2 separate regions of the Bos taurus genome follow, and region 2 is linked to region 1. A link is a contact called in public Hi-C data. All regions are on one chromosome and are shown on one strand. Each heading gives the region's core, a stretch centred on a gene start, on an enhancer-like site or on the middle of the called end of the contact. The rest is flanking DNA. Distances are from core to core; before and after follow the strand shown.

What was found. A called contact is a pair of places that touch in the nucleus more often than the background predicts.
Region 2: a Hi-C map of liver shows a contact between it and region 1, with 2.4 times the contacts expected there. The contact joins two enhancer-like sites. A contact is called at or near these places in 3 of 11 Hi-C or Micro-C datasets (liver, skeletal muscle and skin fibroblasts).

Annotation. Positions count from the first base shown.
Region 1 is chr1:2,078,644-2,082,854 of ARS-UCD2.0, forward strand. TMEM50B (transmembrane protein 50B) reads left to right here. Exons shown (of 7, transcript NM_001034786.2): 6 at 1-6; 7 at 3,448-4,211. The coding sequence ends at 3,493. Among named protein-coding and RNA genes, the nearest start is that of TMEM50B, 34 kb to the left of the region's middle. Within about 2 kb of position 2,183, at least 17 of the 102 cell types and tissues checked have an H3K27ac peak or open chromatin away from gene starts, as enhancers often do. A contact at or near this core is called in liver, where this site is marked.
Region 2 is chr1:2,375,644-2,379,854 of ARS-UCD2.0, forward strand. No RefSeq gene overlaps it. Among named protein-coding and RNA genes, the nearest start is that of IFNAR2, 28 kb to the left of the region's middle. Within about 2 kb of position 2,103, at least 21 of the 102 cell types and tissues checked have an H3K27ac peak or open chromatin away from gene starts, as enhancers often do. A contact at or near this core is called in liver, where this site is marked.

The sequences.
Region 1 (4,211 bases), core at 933-3,432:
TTTTAGGTAAGTTGCCTAATTTTTAAACTATACGTGTATACCATTTACAGAAACATCATCTTTATTATAAGAGCAGCATATGCAATGAAACATGGATAAATCTACAGTGGATAAAACTTATTTTAAAACGTGAAAGTTCTACTATTGCATAAAAGCATACATAAACCACTTAATTAGGGGCCCTGCTATATGCCAAGACCTAAGCTGGATGCTTTATGTATGTTAACTTTTTAAATTCCCGTGTAATTGTCTTAAGTATGTGAACCAGATGGTGCTCCTATTTTATCAATGAGAAAATAAGACTCAGAGGCTTACTTAAGTTCACTTAATAAGCAAATGCAGAACAGAGATTTGGACCCACCAGACTGCTGTTTCCATAGGCTGTGTTTTGTTAAGAAGCCATATCATGCACCTTCAGTTAAAAAAAAAAAATTAGAATTAATACATAATATGCATGTCATATACAAAACCTGATTGGGGAATTAAACTTTTTTTTTAAGTTTTTAAAGATAACTTTAAGTAAAATAATAAAATGATCCGAAGTGCTTTTTAGGGGTAATCTTCTATAAAGCTTCCAAAATGAAGCCTGTATCCTTTGCTTTTTGAGATGAAAATGTCTTTTAGTGTAAAGATAGGTAGGTACTTTGGGCATCATTTATAAAATTACACCCCTTACCCTACTCCTCACTCACTGAAGCATTAAGATCTAAGTGTTGAAGAAGTTTGTTTTTGTCATTGGTTTTAAGGAGTTGGATTATGGAGGGCTATGGTGTCGTTTTCTTCATATTTCTTCTGTTTGGGGTTCACTGAGTTTCTTGGATCTGTGGATTTATAGTTTTCACCATACTTGGAATCTTTTCAGACAGTATTTCCTCAGATCTTTTTTTCTGTCCACCCTTCCCTCCTGGGTTCCAGCTATACACATAGTAGGCTGCTAGATGTTGTTCCACAGCTCACTGGTGCTTCGTTCTTTGCGTGCTTTTTTCCTACCTCTCCACCACCGCTCTTCTGCCCACCAAGTCTTCTTCTCTTGTTTTCTCTCTGTGTTTCATTTGGGTTAGTTTCCAGTGTTATATCTTTAAATTCACTGATGTCTGCTTCCATCACATCTAATCTATTACTCCCATCCAGTGTGCTTTTCATCTCAGATATTGTATTTTTCATCTCTGTTAACTTGATTTGGGCATTTATTTTTTTCACCATTTCCACGTCTCTCCCTAACATGCTTATGCTTTTCCTCTGTCTTCTTGAACATATGAAGTATGTTTATAACTATTTCAATGTCCTTGTCTAATTGTATCAATTCTCAGTCTGTTTCTGTTGATTACTTTTGTTTCCTTTTTTCATTCTGGGTCTGAAGCTCTGTTTGCTCTTTGCTGGTAGCTGACTGGGAGCTGGACTTTTGGGTGTTCCTTTAAATGTTTTTGAGCTTTGTTCTGAATGCAGCTCAGTCATTTGGAAACGAGTTGATCCTTTGGATCTTGCTTTTAAGCTTTGTTAGGCAGGCCCAGAGCAGCTTTAGGGCCCCCTTGCTAAGCCAGAGAGCACTTCTCAGTGTTCTTCCTGATGCCGCATGTGTTCTGAGGTGTTCACTCTGCTATGAGATTGTGAGGTATTCCCAGCCCTTTGGGAGCTCTGGGAATGGTTCTTTCCAATGTTTCCTTCCCTTTTCTTGGGTAGTTTCCACACACGCATCTACTGTCAGTACTCGGCAGAAGCCCATGGGACCCTACCCTCTAGCTCTCTGTCCTCCACCTTGCACACTCTGGCTGCTCAGCCTCCCGGAACTCTCGACACTGTCTCGACTCTGCTCACCTCAGGAGACCCCTGTGCCTGGGCTCCCTCTTACTGCACCGCGGCTGGGGCACTCTTGGTTGTGAAAGACGTGTGACTGTTTCTGCGTCTTGTGACTGTATTTCTTGGCACATGACTGACACCCTTTTGGGAATACATTGAATTTGCACAAAGATGTCTTAGGCACTGTTTCGAGATCAAATTTAAATTCAGATTCAGCCCTTTGCAGGGGCAGATGAGCCTGTGTAAATGACAGTTGGTTGAACAGAAACCTTGTGTGTGTAAAGGCCTGTGCTCACGTGGGCAGTGGCTGCTGCACCAGCTGTGTGCTCCGCCCAGAGGCCAGCAAGTTACGCAGCCAGCCGTGCTTCCCGTGTGCCAGGCCTTTTCTGAGTGCAGAGGGCAGCTCCTCCTCCTCCTCTGTTTGCTGTGCCTGCTGGTCCGCCACGCCCTGGCCACTCACCTTTGAAGTTTCTTAAGGTTCTGCTCTAGGCCTCTTCTAGACTCCTTCCCTCTCTCGATGAGGTCCTTTTTGCTGGGGACTTCAGTTAGTACCTGTGTGCCAGGGAGCCACAGATGTCTGTCTCTGTGTCTAAACCATGTATTGGATTCTTACTTATCCCTTCCTGAGTGGCTAATGTTTCAAATCTAACACAGCCAGTGTACCCAGAGCTCAAACTCCTGGTCCCAGAGTGTCCTATCTTTCTGGCCTTTGCTTCTTCCCCTCATGCCTTGCTGAGGTAATTATTTCTTCCTTTCCTCTCTCTCCTCCTCCCTTCCTTCCTCCTCTCCTCCCTGCCTCCCCCCAGGTCTTCAGGGCTGTGGCAGCTTTTCTCTAGTTGTGGAGAGTGGGGGCTGCTCTTGCTGGTGGTGTGTGGGCTTCTCACTGCGGTGGCCGCTTCTGTTGCGGGGTGTGAGCTCTAGGTGCATGGGCTCAGTAGTTGTGGCGCATAAGCTTAGATGCCCCGTGGCATATGGGATCTTCCCAAACTGGGGATCGAACCCATGTTGCTGCATTGCCAGGTGGATTCTTAACCACTGGACCACCCCGGAAGTCCCACACTCCCTTTCTTTTAGATCTCAGTTCAGTCATCACTTCCTTAGGAAAACCTTGACCTCTAACTAGGTCTGATCCTTGTATTTCTCTCTCTTGGTCCCATGGGTATCACTGAGTTGGGATTTGGTTTTCTCCCACTGGTGAGCACATTTGTCTAGTTTTGGCTCACAGTCCCATTCCCAGTGCTTAGCCAGGTGCCTCATGCCCAGCCAGCACTCTGTACAGTAACTTTCTGTAAATGAATGAAGAATTGCGTCATGGTCTGTTTTAGGATGCTTCAGTTTTTGTAGCTCAGATATTGTAGAACCCTAGAGATGTGAATGACCTTATTGCTGGCCACGATGAGAAATGTGCTCTTTCCTTTACTGGTGTCCTATCCAGTAACTTTAGGCTTTAAGAAGATACTAAACTCAGCCATGAGGTCCACAGACTGCTTTATAAAACAAGCAAATTCAGACCAACAGCACCACAGTCTTTAATTTTAGAAGCTGATAGAAAGGATCAGTGAGGTACCCATCAAAGCATATTTAGAAAATGAATTCTCTATTGTGTTTCTATGTGATTTTACCTCACAATTTATTTTAATATCTTTCCAGCACTCTGATCTACAAATTTGGAAGAACTGAAGAGCTGTGGACCTGAGACCACTTCTCAAATCACGTTTTCCTTTTGTTATATTCTATCTGTAGATAATTTTTTATTTCAGTATAGTTTACACATTGCCAAATGGAATAGATTGTACATTAAATGTTTTGTCTCTTTACACTTTTATGTAAAGCCCTGAGTTTTTAAATAGTTTTATGAAATTTCTGTCCTTTTTTTTTTTCATTGAATTAGATTGTTAATATGTACATAGTGTAAGACTATATAGATGAGATGAGGAGTGTCAGTTTTTTTATTCTTGAAGACTTAAAGCTTAATATGTTCCCTGAGCCAGGGTTGTATCATCATGGTCATTGTAGCATTAACTACTTTGCCTGATTTTCAAAGATGTGCAAAAAATGCAGTTCCACATATCTGAAATAAGCACTGAGCCATTAAAAGGGGTATTTTAGCAAGTTGTAATTTATTTTGGCTTAAAAATTAGATTTTTTTTAAAGGAAAAATGTTTGTTCTTATGTATAAAAAAAGTGGACTTTTATATGAAGATTTTTAAAAATGCCCGAAGGACTAGTTTGAAAATCTGTTCTAAAAAACAATTCCTCTACTAAGACTTTATTTGAGAAAGGGTAATACATGGTCGCATAAGCTCAGTTTTACACGGCTGATGTAAAAAGATTGGTAGGCAGCTCAGCAACATGCTTCTTAACAAAAGCAGCTTAAACCGTTGTCGTTTGACAACCTACTATTATCTGATGTT
Region 2 (4,211 bases), core at 853-3,352, 300 kb after region 1:
TACCACCCTGGCCTTACCATCTGCAACTCCCCATTTGGTGAGTCAGGAACCCGACTGGGCCTCCACAGATGACTGCCAGCTGCCCTGCTTGTGTCCTGAACTTACTTTCTTCTGTATCTTTAGATACGGGAACTTGCGTGGCTTTCCTAAGAGTGACTGGGTCTGGGCTTTATATTAATTTGAGCACACCATTGATGCTTGCCAATATGGTGGTGGGGTGAAGACCTTTGACCCACAGGTTCATCATTATGGGAGTAAAAACAGCATAGGTGATTTAATTTTTAGAAAGCAATGAAAATTTTAATGCACATATTTATTTTTAATATATATTAAGTGGGCTTCCCAGGTGGCCTTAATGGTAAAAACCCACCTGCAAATGAAGTAGACTGAATAGACACAGGTTCGATCCCTGGGTTGGGAAGATCCCCTGGAGGAGGGCACAGCAACCTACTCCAGTATTCTTGGCTTAAGAATCCCATGGACAGAGGAGCCTGGCAGGCTATGGTTGATGGAGTCACACAGAGTCAACTGAAGCATGCACACATGCATATGTAATATAAACAAAATGAATATATAATATGTAATATATATAACATATGGTCTTCCCTGGTGGCTCAATAGTGAAGAATCTGCCTATAATGGAGGTGCTGCCAGAGATGTGGGTTTGATCTCTGTGTTGGGAAGATCCTCTGGAGAAGGGCATGGCACCCCACTCCAGTATTCTTGCCTGGGAAATCCCATGGACAGAGGAGCCTGGTGGGCTACAGTCCATGGGGTCGCACAGAGTCAGACACGACTAAAGTGACTTAGATGCATCCATATGTAATACATATGTAATGTATAAAGAGATATAGTTTAATAATGTATTAAAATATTAAAATTATTTTTCAGTTCAGTTCAGTTCAGTCGCTCAGTCACGTCCAACTCTTTGCGACCCCATGAATCGCAGCACGCCAGGCCTCCCTGTCCATCACCAGCTCCTGGAGTTCACTCAGACTCACCTCCATCGAGTCAGTGATGCCATCCAGCCATCTCATCCTCTGCCGTCCCCTTCTCCTCCTGCCCCCAATCCCTCCCAGCATCAGAGTCTTTTCCAACGAGTCAACTCTTCGAATGAGGTGGCCAAAGTACTGGAGTTTCAGCTTTAGCATCATTCCTTCCAAAGAAATCCCAGGGCTGATCTCCTTCAGAATGGACTGGTTGGATCTCCTTGCAGTCCAAGGGACTCTCAAGAGTCTTCTCCAACACCACAGTTCAAAAGCATCAATTCTTTGGCACTCAGCCTTCTTCACAGTCCAACTCTCACATCCATACACGACCACTGGAAAAACCATAGCCTTGACTAGATGGACCTTTGTTGGCAAAGTAACGTCTCTGCTTTTCAATATGCTATCTAGGTTGGTCAAACTTTCCTTCCAAGGAGTAAGCGTCTTTTAATTTCATGGCTGCAATCACCATCTGCAGTGATTTTGGAGCCCCCAAAATAAAGTCTGACACTGTTTCCACTGTTTCCCCATCTATTTCCCATGAGGTGATGGGACTGGATGCCATGATCTTCGTTTTCTGAATGTTGAGCTTTAAGCCAACTTTTTCACTCTCCTCTTTTACTTTCATCAAGAGGCTTTTCAGTTCTTCACTTTCTGCCATAAGGGTGGTGTCATCTGCATATCTGAGGTTATTGATATTTCTCCTGGCAATAACAAAACCGAAAGCAGGATGGCTAGCTGTTAAGGGCTGAATTGTATCCCTCCCCCCACCCCACTCCACCCCGCTCCAAATTCATACGTCAAAGTCCGAACCCCCAGGACGTCAGAATGTGACTGTGTTTAGAAACAGGGCCTCTGAAGAGGTGATTAAGTGAAAATGAAGTCAGTAGACTGGGCCCTAATACAATACAACTGGTGCCCAAAAGGAGGAAATTAGGACACGCACAGGGAAGCCCCTGTGAGGACACAGGGAGTAGATAGTCATCTACAAGCCAAGGAGAGAGACTTCAGGGGAAATCAACCCTGCTGACACCTTAATTTCAGACTTCTGGCCTTCGGAACGGAGCAAATAAATGTCTGTTGTTTAGACCGCCCAGTCTGTGGTACGCCGTTTGGGCAGTTGGCCAGCTAAGTAGCCATCTTGTTCGTGTCTGTAGCATCCTTTAAGCTAGGGAAGGGCTCCCTCTGCTGTGATAAACACCAAATGCCCTGAAAACAATGCATTTCATGTTTGGACACCATAGAATTAAGAACCAAGTATTTAGATGCTTCTTTACAGCATCCTTTATAGAATCAAGAATATAGAATCCTCATCGAATTCTTTACAGATTCCTTCACCTGTAAGTTCAGTTCAGTTCAGTTCAGTCACTCAGTTGTGTCTGACTCTTTGCGACCCCATGAACTGCAGCATGCCAGGCCTCCCTGTCCATCACCAACTCCCAGGGTCCACCCAAAACCATGTCCATTGAGTCGGTGATGCCATCCAACCATCTCATCATCTGTCATCCCCTTCTCCTCCCCCCCAATCCCTCCCAGCATCAGGGTCTTGAAATGAGTCAGCTCTTCACATCAGGTGGCCAAAATATTGGAGTTTCAGCTTCAACATCAGTCCTTCCAATGAACACCCAGGACTGATTTCCTTTAGGATGGACTGATTGGATCTCCTTGCCATCCAAGGGACTCTCAAGAGTCTTCTCCAACACCACAGTTCAAAAGCATCAATTCTTCAGCGCTCAGCTTTCTTCACAGTCCAACTCTCACATCCAAACATGACCACAGGAAAAACCATAGCCTTGACTAGATGGACCTTTGTTGACAAAGTAAAGTCTCTGCTTTTTAATATGCTGTTTAGGTTGGTCATAACTTTTCTTCCAAAGAGTAAGCGTCTTTTAACTTCATGGCTGCAGTCACCATCTGCAGTGATTTTGGAGCCCCAAAAATAAGTAGGGGTGCTATTAAAATATTCAGCAACTGGGGGTGGGGGGTTTTCCTATTGTGCCAGGTGTGGAGGAAGGGGTGGGGAGGCCCTGGGGAAGGCTGGGTGGCCTGGGCAGTCTCGGGAGGAAGTTGGGGGGAAAGACTATGCACCAACCCCTTACAGAAGATGTGGCCATTCGGGGTGTCCCATTGAAGATCAGTTTGCAATCACATAAAATCTTCTTCTAGTACTTCCTTTATGAAACTGCAAATCTTTAACCTAGTTAGTGCTCCTAGAAATAGTCCTCAAGCAAGTACTTTTTACTATGCAGGAAATCACTGTTTGGCCTTGGTTTGTGGTTATTCAACACACATTCCTTGTAAGTCAGATTCATTCTACTGACCTCACCCTCCTTCTCGTGGAAAGTTCTATGAATGAGACAGCAAGTCTGGAGACTAAGTCAGGTGCATCACAGTTAGAGGGTGAAAGTCTCCATCTCTTCCATCGCTACAAAACAGAGGGCAACCCAAGCAAATTGTGTTCCTGAAAGCTACCAAGAGAATGGAAAGATCAGCCCCTAGATTGGTAGCACACGGTAGGTGTCCAATTAATAATTTTAAAATAAGCGAGTAGTGGCCAGACACCATGAAATGGAAACGGTTGGCAGCCTGTGTTCCGTGGTCACTTGGCTATTGTAGATTATTTCTGCAAAGTGAGAGTTGTCTTCTGCTGTTCAGAGAGCAAATAAGAAAACAGAGGGTGAGAGCCCAGAACCTGTCCAGGCTCAGTCTCCATGATCCTGTCTGATGCATAGACTCAGCATTTTGAATAGGACCGCCTGGCATGTCCAGTCTTCATGGAGTGAGGAGTGTGGTCAAGCTATTCTGCTTAGAAGGATAAGGAAGCTTCTAATGAGTCCTGACTTGGGCCTCCCTTCCGTTCCACCACCCACAGATTCAGGAAGCATTTACTGAGTGCAGCCCACACGCAGGAGTTATGGCAATGAGCGTGACGGACACACATCCTTCTTTCTGGGAGCTTATGTGCTCATGGGGAGGACAATCACACACACACACGTGCTGTAATCGTGATGAGGCGAATTAGGGAGAAATACAGGGTGACATGAACCTGGAAAAATGGGAGCAACTTCCAGCTGTGAGGGGCTGGGCAGGTTTACCAGTCATCTCTAAGGCGAGGCTTGGGAGGGGAGGCAGAGGGGGTGTGGTGTGGGGAAGCCTTTCACCTTGGGCAAATGTCTAAGGCAGCAGCTCCCTCAGAGCAGACTCGGGAATGGCATGCAGGGCTCG